Linked DNA regions of Rattus norvegicus: region 1 is linked to region 2. A link is a contact called in public Hi-C data. All regions are on one chromosome and are shown on one strand. Each heading gives the region's core, a stretch centred on a gene start, on an enhancer-like site or on the middle of the called end of the contact. The rest is flanking DNA. Distances are from core to core; before and after follow the strand shown. Region 1 overlaps Arhgef28 (Rho guanine nucleotide exchange factor 28). Region 2 overlaps LOC102551027 (a long non-coding RNA gene).

The links. A called contact is a pair of places that touch in the nucleus more often than the background predicts.
Region 1: a Hi-C map of frontal cortex shows a contact between it and region 2, with 2.0 times the contacts expected there. The contact joins two enhancer-like sites. A contact is called at or near these places in 2 of 12 Hi-C or Micro-C datasets (frontal cortex and hepatocytes).

Annotation. Positions count from the first base shown.
Region 1 is chr2:31,039,219-31,044,492 of GRCr8, reverse strand. Arhgef28 (Rho guanine nucleotide exchange factor 28) reads left to right here. Exons shown (of 36, transcript NM_001415065.1): 30 at 1,122-1,253; 31 at 4,374-4,468. Among named protein-coding and RNA genes, the nearest start is that of Arhgef28, 250 kb to the left of the region's middle. Within about 2 kb of position 2,717, at least 4 of the 93 cell types and tissues checked have an H3K27ac peak or open chromatin away from gene starts, as enhancers often do.
Region 2 is chr2:30,693,768-30,698,820 of GRCr8, reverse strand. All of the region lies in intron 1 of LOC102551027 (a long non-coding RNA gene), which reads right to left. Among named protein-coding and RNA genes, the nearest start is that of Enc1, 410 kb to the right of the region's middle. Within about 2 kb of position 3,115, at least 15 of the 93 cell types and tissues checked have an H3K27ac peak or open chromatin away from gene starts, as enhancers often do.

The DNA of each region.
Region 1 (5,274 bases), core at 1,468-3,967, 350 kb before region 2:
CCGAATGTGGTCTAAATGTATGGAGGATACTTTAGAAATAAATAATAAAGTAAATAGTCCTTTGGCCTATTCCACGTGCTAGCTGAGACTCCTTTATGTAAGTAAACGTGTCTCCTTTGAGGGGGTAGTAGTTCCCCAGAGGACTAGAACACAGATGGGATTGTGTATCATTAAAAGCAAGTTTGAAGAAACACTCCTGTGAGAAACAGCTAGTATCTTAGTAACAATGTTTAAGATCCCAATGCTCGATAGTGTGTGGATAGTAATTGAATTACAAGGTTTTCAGAATACTAATTTACTGAAAGCTACATTTGAGATATTTTTATACAACAGATTTAAAAATTATGTTAAATTCTCTATGCAGAAGGATGCTGCTCTCTGTTGGTATAGAGTGCATGGCTACGTAATTTTTCCGTAAGGGGCCAGCTGTAAGTAGTTTTGTAGGTCACACCCTTTTTGGGATATAGACCTATGTGTTCATGAACATGTGTTTGTGCAACTTTTATAACTATGAACGCAGACTGGGGTCATAGTACAGTGGATACAATCCTTGCAGAACATGGATGGAGCCTTGGGTTCAATTATTGTGTTGTATAAAACAGTCATGGTGATACATGCCCAGAATCCTGCCACTTGACAGGTAAAGGCAGGAGGGTCAAGAGTTCAAGATTCTCCTCAGCTACATAGGATGTGGACTACCCAAGGTTCTCTTTTAGAGGAAAAAGAAAAAAAAAAAAGAAGACTAAACCCAAATTTTAGTTTTCTGGGTTGTATAACAACAGTTGCTGACCAAATGTGGTTTATCGACTTTCGGTGGATCACAACTTCTAATCTTTTGTCACTGTGTTGCAACAAGTGGCCGTCTCTAACCTTCATGCTCAAAAGCCATGTTACAATCAATGGCAAGAGTTACAGCTGAATTAAGTCATCGACTCACAAAAAATCACAATGTTTTAAGTATGTTTACAGTTTTAAGTATGGATACAGCTTGTATCGAGCTTTATCTGTCATAGCCTGGGGCCCATGCAGCCCAGCCATTGCAGGTTGGACACACCTGGTAAACTGAACCCTCTCTCTGCATTGTTATTGCTCTAATTTAGTTTTGTTTTTCTCCTTCATAGCTGAGAGTCTGCAAGTTGCTGTGAAGGCTTCAAAGCTGGCTGATGTAAGCCAGCCATCTGAAGAAGGCCCTGGAGGGGCTGTCCTGGCTGACACACTCAGTGCACAAGATGCACCAGCATCGCCGACTGCCTGTAAGTGACAGTGCAGGCCTTGGCCGTGAGCCTGCGTACAGCCCCAGTGCACACGGTGGTCGCATAAAACAGATGCAGTAGCTACCTGATTTTAGGGGGACTTAATGTATTTTTTGTAATTAGAAAAAAAAAACCCTTGAGAATAACCATGCTGGCCATAAGTAGCTATTATATGTGACAATTAATGGCACTTGTATTTAAAGGACAAAGACTTATGTTGGTAGGAGGTACTGTTCTGTCCTCTGGCTAAGCATTGCCCCACCCCAGATCATACCCTGCCTGGGGTTTCATGACTTCTTGGATGAATTTTTGAAAGGACTTCCAAACCGTTTTTGTAAGGGTCCCTGCAATCCATTAAGCGAACAAGTGTTTGAGTAAAATCTTCTGGGCATCAACTAAGGAATCATAACTCAGAAAGCTCGAATGCCTCCCCTACCTGCATGGTGCACAGACAGGATAGCTGAACAATTCTTGTTCGGTTTTTATGGTACCAGGATTATAGAACCCAAGGCCTCAAACGTGCTAAGCGAGCCCGTCTACCACTGACATACAGCCCTCCCAGATATTCTTCTTCACGTTGGAATACATTCTGGATTTTGAGCAGATCTCATCTTATGATCCTCCTGCCTCTGAAGTGATCAGTTTACAGGTGTATTCCTCCACACTCAGCTGTTTGAGACGTTTAAAAATACCAGGTAGAGCATGAACTTAGCATCGTCACCGAACCCAAGTGTGGCGTTCTATGTATGGTTTTCAACTAAATACTGAATTCCGAAAAGGATTCTAAGAGCATAGAGAGTATATTTTTCATGTGAAGATGGCAAAAACCTTACTTGGAAAGAAAATAATATGTGTGATAACATGTCTGAAATAGCTTTTTTTCTTTCTTTCTTTTTTTTTTTTGAGACACGGCGTTCCCACGTGGCTCTTACATTGACCTCAAATTTACTATTGGAGTTGAGAACGGCCTTGAATTTCTGATTCCCCCAAGTTCAAGAATTATAGGTATATGCTACCACAGGCATTCTATTTCAGAATTTCTGCAACAGATCCCTTGGTTTGGTTAGAATGCCTAGAGGCATTTCCCCCCCCCCCCGTTTTGTTTTATTACGAGCACCCGAAATTATGTTCCCCTCTCAGATTCTGCTTTATTTAATCCCGGCTTTCTATTTTCAGAATGTGCACATATGGTTTTCATTTTGAACGGCCAGATTCACCAGGGGAGTTGTACTGCTCTGGGTGATTTCCTTCAGAAGAACCTCATTATGCCGTTGAGGAAGTGCACTCTAAAAATACGAGGGTGCGGGTGGGTGTGCTGCTCCCAGCCCCGCCCCAGGGACAGCTGAGAGGCTCCACTGCCCCTGCAGCTGTTTGGAGCACTCCAGGCCTTCTCCTCCCTCCAGGCAGGACAGTGAGGGGTCTCCCTGTCAGAACCTACATTTCAGAGCCTTCCCAAGGGATATTCCATTTGCTAGACCCAGAACAGCCTGCTGTTAGGATCAGGCCCAGAGGCATAGGGTGAACCCACATGCCAGAAGCCGTCCATTTTGGCTTGGCTTGGAACGAACATGGCACTCTGAGAGTTTGATCTCTATATAGTTGTAAGGGCAGAGGGACATTCCTCAAGGAAGGTTTGGGGATGAGAGTGGCTTTGCAGAGGGCTTCGGGGAGGGCCTTTGTGAAGCAAGCCTGTCGCTCTGAGGTTACAAGCCGAGCTCATCAGTATACTTACTGAAGGAGACTATTATAACCTACTTTCTAAAATGGTCAGGCCATTGGAGACCCTGTTGCCCACCCTGAAGCTACACCTGGGGCTACAGAAGCTCTACCTTTCTCTCCCTGCTTGGCTCCACATCAGCTTCCTCCAAGGTTTAACTGTTAATGTGAGGAGCAGATTAGTTGGAAGATGGCTTGGACATCTCTTTAGGAGTTAGGAAGTCGCTATAAACTGTCCCCCCACCTCATTGCCTAAGCAGTGCTCAACTTACAGCCACTGAACTTGGTGTTTCACTTGGTTCTTTTGAAATGGGTTCCCACTCGCACAAAACTCTGCTTTGGAAGAGGATTTTGAAACCCTGGACAGCTGCCACTTTCTAATGGGGATACAAGTGATCTTGTTCATTTAAACAAAGGGAAAATGGCAGCTCCTTGTTAGAAATAATGGTGCGTGATGACACCACATTTTTTTTAAGTTTATAAACATCATAAAATGAACATCTTGATCAAGGCCCTGGTCAGATATTGCTCCAATGAAGTGTGTGTGTGTGTGTGTGTGTGTGTGTGTGTGTGTGTGTGTGTGTGTGTCCCAGCTTTGAGAAGCCTGGTTTGAAGCAGTAAAAGGTAAACATAGCCCAGGTTTTAATTGAAATCTGTAAAGAAATGACTGCCAACCGAGGTTTCATGGCTAAAGGTAAATTTGTTTTTGTGATGGGTTTCTGTGATTTCCTAGGTTAAATGTGTACAGTGTAAGTGTAAGTGTGTAAATGTGTAAGTACAGTGTATTTAACACTGTAAAGTATTAAATCTTAAGTGGGAAATGTGAGCAGAGCTGAAGTGAGGAGAAACTGAGGCAGCTCTCGGTTTTTATGACTCTGAAACAGTAAAGCATTGGCCACCTCCAGCCTTCTTAGAACAGTATCCCTTTTGCCTCTGGACCTGCCTTCTAAACCTTGTCCATCCGCTGCTGCTCCTGCACTGGCCACAAGGAAGCCTTTTACGGACCTGGGTCTGCCAAGAGACCTTGCTTTTATTCCTCTGGGCACCTGTTTTAAATTACTTCTTTCCCAGGAGGCTTTTTCCTATTAAATGAAAGCGAGATGTAGACTTGGTACCGCAAACAGCACATGGACACCTGAGCAGAGCCTAAGAAAGAAGCACAATTAAAATGATGGGAGACAAAGGACGCTATTTTGTATCGCTTAGCCTGTAAGCTCAAAGAGAGCAGGGACTGTGGGCTGCCTTGCGCTCTCTAGCGCCCCCTGTAGGAGCACTCAGTATGTATTATCTCGTGATAACTTATTTTGAAGTGTGCCTCAGTTGTGTATAGAAGACCCAATTGGCTGGCTGATGTTTGATGTTGTCCTTTTTGTTTCTGTCTCAACGGCGTGCTTCCGGCATTAGTCACAGAAGGGACAGAAGGAAGAGGCTGTTGGGATGTGGATCCCCGGCTCCAGGGTGTGGTAACGGACTTGGCGGTCTCTGATGCAGGGGAGAAGGTATTGTTAATTGTTAACCAACTTGCTAGTAACCAGAACCTATTGCTTTGTATACAAAGTAACTCCAGCTCTCAGGCAGAGAGTGGATTGAAAATACTTTTCTGAATTGTTTCTGATCCATTTAAATATCTATATTGAAACTTTCTAAACTTCTTCTTTAAATGTTAGTGGTCTTTCTATATCATGTAAGTGTTAAAAAAACTGAAAAGTTATTAAAAAACAAAAGGCTTGAAAACCCTCATGTGTATATGTGTGTCTGCACTCTGACTTCCGGCTTACTTTCTGCTCTGTAAACCTTTGCTTATCCCCACTGCTTCTGGTAACTCTCTGCTCAAGAGGTGGCCCCGACATCGGGATGCTTCACCACCAGATGGCGCCCTTGGAGCTGAACGGATTTCCACTTTGCTTCTGTTCTCCACTGTTGACCCTCCACTCCTCACCCGTTCTCCACCTTCCTCTCGCAGACTTGGAATCCACATAACCACCTCTTGCCTGTGCCATGGTGTTCTCTGATTCTTGATCTGTGCGGGCTGTGACTTTCTGTAGAAATTACATGCATACAGCTTCCTATTAACTTCAAGTACGTGATTTCATAAGCAGGGGAGAAATAACACTGTGCTTCTGGCAGGTGGGGAGTCAGGTCAAGAGTTTTTACTTTGTCTAGCATTGATTTAGCTCCATTACCAGGTATTAATATGCCCAGCGTGGGACTATGGCATATGTATGTCATAGATGCAACATTTTACTGTTACATGGTTTACAGATATGTGACATAGGACAGAACCAAGCCTTGCTTTCAGAATTTC
Region 2 (5,053 bases), core at 1,866-4,365:
AGCGTGCTGTGGGTTTATTTGATGTGTGAATGAGATAAGAATCTAATCGAGCACTAACCGTAGTGAGGTGAACGATGTTAGTTCAAGGACATCAGGTCTTAATCCCTGGAACCTGTGTATATTACCGTATGCACAGAAAGCTCTTGACAGCTGTGACTAAGTTAAAGATCTTGACATGGGAAGATTATCCCAGGTTAGCTGAGGGCCACAAGAACCCCATTGTACTGTTCTTGCAATTGAATGTCACTTCTACCCTCTGTAGGATGTTCACATATGACATTGGCTTCAGGCTTTTCCGCCTCTGTCAGTCTGTTCTTAACAGCATTGTGTGAATTACCACGTCGTGATTCCTCCATTTCGTATCTGGCAACATTGATTATCCCGTTAGAAATAGAGAAGTGCAATAAACTAGTTAGTCCTCGGGAAAACAGAAAGGTTAGAGTAACTTGTTTTAATTGTCTGAGAGTTTTTATTCAAGAATAAGCATATTAAGTTTGTAAATTAATTTGCAAAGAAACCGTCTTCTAGAATTACGACCTGATCCCGTTTTCAAAGCAGACATCTGTTATTAAAGTCTTCACTGTATGTCCAACAGTAACTTGTAACTTTCTCTTTTGCCTGCTTCCACCTTTTCACCTAGCCGCGCTGTTCCTTCCCTCCTGTTTCATCTCGCTTTCTCCCTCGCCCTTTCCCATTCTTCCCCTTCCCCTTCCTCTGTCTTTAGCACACCTTCACCCGATTCTCTCTGCCTTTTTCCCTTTTCCCTTCTTTCTTTCTTCTGTGCCCTTATATAATGCTTCTGAGTAGAGGAATGACATACAATTCCTTCCATGGCAGCTAATTTAAATTTCTAACTTTGTTTTGTGATTTTTTTCCTAGGCTAATACTGGAACTCATATGTAAGCTCCGGCAGATGCCGTGTGGGTGGTAGCAAGAAGGAGTGCGGGTTTATGACGTGTGGGGGTGGGGATGGGGGGCGACACATGTCATTTTTAATTAACACTTGATAATCAAGCAATCTCTGTTTATATACTATGAGTACAGCAGGCTTGTGACTTGCACCAAAGAGGAAAATGTGCACCCAAGAGTCACCGTTAGATTCGCTCCTGCAGAGAAAGAACCTCTCAACTTCTAATCAATGGTTCCTTTCTCTTCAATGTGGGGAGAAATGCTCTGTACCACCCTGGAGTTTTGAGCCTTCATCAGCCCTGCCTGAGCTTCAGCTTCAGCCCCAGCCCCAGCCTTGCTCCAGGCCCAGTCCTAGCTAGACCCCTGCCCCAGACCAGACCCAGCCAGAATTCACACATGCTTAAGTGAGGCAAAAGGAAGCTGTAGGTGGAAATGTAGTTTATATCCCCTGCTCTCTGGGTTACCCCACCATGAGCTCATAGGGGCGTGAGGATATGAGAGAGGGGGCAAGAGTGTCTTTCTCAGTGGGAAATGGACAGAGAGGAAGAAATCTACCTCACTCTTGCTATTGTCAGTTGACCCTGCAGCCTAGATCAGTTTCCAGCCTTGGGAGTCCGTGAAGCAGAGGTTTTAATAGAACCTCACATTGGACAGCACACTAAAGCATTAAAGACTAATTAATTCTGGTGGTAATAACTCCACTATCATTCTTACTAAGGTTCGAGGGCAATCTGTAAAAAGAAAATCATCTTCCCAGCTAAGCAGACTTTCTTTAACTCATCAACATACTGCCAAAGAAAAGGGGACATTCTGCCAGCATTCAAACTGGGGGGGAAAAAAGTCCTCAGGCAAGTTTATATAAAACCCCAGAAAAGTGATACATAATAAATTAAATATCCAGAAATAAGCAAAGCATGAATATTTAAGCACTGGGCTATTTTAATTCAGAGCAAGCAGTGAGACCCAGGCTCTTTCCACAGGATGGAAAGTTTAAGCCCAGGCTGGCAGGATAGGGAGCTGTCCTGGGTCCCTTTCTAATTCAAGAGATTGGCAAGCATCACGTGTCACTAACTCAGTGTCGAGCTGTAGACCAAGGTAAATATTTTCAGGGACTGGCATAGACTCCTGGAGTCTACCAAGGTGAAGAATTGGGGCATAAAACATGCATACAGCGTGTGTCTAGCTTTCTGCCTGGAAATAGCTTCTGGGTGCTAAATGACAAGCCAGCAGCATCTTGCTGGGGTCCAGAACGAAACCAAGAACAATTTCGATAGACAGAAGTGAGGACAAAGGGGAGTGAGTTCAAAGAGGGTAGCTAAGGAGCAACAGGGCTTTACTGCCCCTTCCAAACACAGCGAAAGGAAGCTCTGAGTACTTAACGCTCTCCCTTTTCGGATTTCAGGCCGAATCCCCATCAACGTTTCTGCTCTCTGATGCTTAAATAAAATTTATTCTACCTTGTGTAGGACACAAGGACATGGAGTCTGGTGCGTGTTCTACAATCTTTTTGTGCATAAAATAACACACACAGAGAGAGCATTGGGGAAATGGCTCAGTTACAAAGGGATTGCCATACAAGCATGAGGGGCCCAACTGACCCCCAGCGCCCACAGAAAAGTTAACTGTGAAGAGTTGGGATGCTAGTGCCAAGAGAACTCACTGACTAGCGAGAGTCAGCAAACCTCCAGTCTCTGTGAGAGATCCTGTTTCAAATCTCAAGACAGGCAACGTCCTGGTGAAGAACATCCGAGGTTGACCTCTAGCTTCCAGATTCACAGGCACACCTGCACACACACACACACACACACACACACACACACACACACACACACACACACACACGCATGTATGAACACACACCCTTCACTTTCTTCTTTTTCCTATTGCTTTGTCATGTGCAGTGTATGTGTGTTGGGGGTACTGATGAGACTCACCCAAGGGAACATTTCACAGAGAGAATGAAAAATGCCAAGATGCAAAGATAAGTGGCCACAGAATTGCAAACCACAGAGGAATGGATGCCCGGAGTCTTCTGGTATGGGAAACAGATTCCAGAACGCAACACTTACAAACCATTTCCTTGCAGCCTAGCGAAGTCTGAGAACATCATGTACATGATTTTATTCATCCTCCCACGGTTCTGAGATAGGTGTTAAAACCTCATCCCGTACTGTGGATAGGAGAAAAATAGACACAGAAGGCGGAGGGCTTGTAGAAGCTTCTTCTTCGAAGCCCGTGCTCCTCATTACACACCTAGTGTGTGACGGTCGGGTCCGGGAGAGAAGCAACTTGAGTTAAGCCTATGTCAGAGCTATGCTGACACAGAGCCAGGGACAGGTCTGGGAGACCCAGTGTTCTCACATCGTCCTATTATAGTTCACATGTGTCTACCTTAAAATGCAGCTAGTTGATTCCTAAAAGTAACTCAGGACATGACAGCTAGGACTAGGGACATCACCTAAAGCAGGAACTTTGGGTTCTCAGTGCTATGAGTGAAAACCTCCCATCCTCTTGCAGAACACAATGAAATAATCTGTGGTTTTGTATTTTTTTTTCCCCAGACGGAGAGTGTTTTCAAAACTCTCACAAACTCTTCTATGTTCTTGTTCTGTGAAATCTGGCAATGTATACTGAACTAGAAACATCTGGAATGGCTTTTTCCCTCCCTCATGCTGCACAAGAACGCTCTTCTATTCCTGTTTCATATTCAAGGAGACTGAAACCTAGAGAAACCAACGGTGTCCCAGGTATGCACTCAGAGACCAGGGGCAATCCTCAAGGCTAGGATGTTCATGACTCTTCCATGAGACTCGAGTTCCCCTCTTTGGAATCAGCAGGCAGAACAAAGTCAGGCTTTCACACTAGGTATGACCTGTGTGGACAGACATTTCTCAGCCAGCTTCAAATGCTACTCACAGACGATAGTTATATCCAGGGGAAAGTCACCTGACAGGCTCCATTTTTCCTGGATTCTAAATGTGCAAAGGCAAGGGGATGGGCGAGAAAGAGGAAAAGCTTGATCACCAGCATTATTTGGTTTTGTCAGGGCTTTGTAAAAAAAAAAAAAAAAGAAATAAAAGAAAAGCCCACTCAGGTGGGATTTAAATGCCATTTGATTGAGTCTCACTGCTGTCACCCTAGAAGAATGGACTTTTTCCCTCCTACAGTGTCCACTTCATTAGCACCCCTTGGTCGTCGGTCAGCCTTTCTACACCAAGCTGGGCCCTGTGCTCCAGCATCCCAAGCTTTATATCATCGTCATCGTCACCATCATCATCGTCATCATTGTCATTGCCATGGGCATCATCATCGTCATCGTCCTTCCACTCAGGGAAGGGCTGGCTGGGGGTGGGAAGAATTGTTTGCTTCTGAGTCTGACCAGCTGGGCTTTCCGGTGCTTCTGCGCTGGGATAGTTCACAATAGCATACTGTCTGTTCTATGACTGTGTGGTTTTTCTGATTAGTACTTATTCTTTTTTTTTTAAATATTTATTTATTTATTTTATGTATGTGAGTGCACTGTAGCTGTCTTCAGACACACCAGAAGAGGGCATCAGATCTCATTACAGATGGTCGTGAGCCACCATGTGGTTGCTGGGATTTGAACTCAGGACCTCTGGAAGAGCAGTCGGTGCTCTTAACCGCTGAGCCATCTCTCCAGCCCAGTACTTATTCTTAAATAAAGACCATAGACCAGCAGTTCTCAACCCGTAGGTCTCAACTTGACAGAGGTCACGTATCAGACACCCTGCACGTCAGATATCTGTGTCACAACTCATAACAATAGCAAAACTACAATTATGAAGTAGCAGTGAAACTAATTCTATGGTTGGGGGTCAGCACAACATGAGGAACTGTATTAAGGGGTGGGAGCATCAGGAAGGCTGAGAAGCCAGTTCCGCAGACTGTTAGTCAGTGGTTCAGATGCTCAGTGCCTTCTCGTGAATTCAGCCACATTGGGTTGTGTTTATGAAAGGTGGCTAGATTTCCCCTGCCCTTCAGAAAACCATTTGTTGGAGACGAATTTTTCTTTTTATTTTATATTTATATTGGGCATACTATATAAAACATAACAATGTACATTATATATTAATATCAATCATTTATGCTTATTGTGTTGGTTAAATTTGCACAAGTAAGAAAT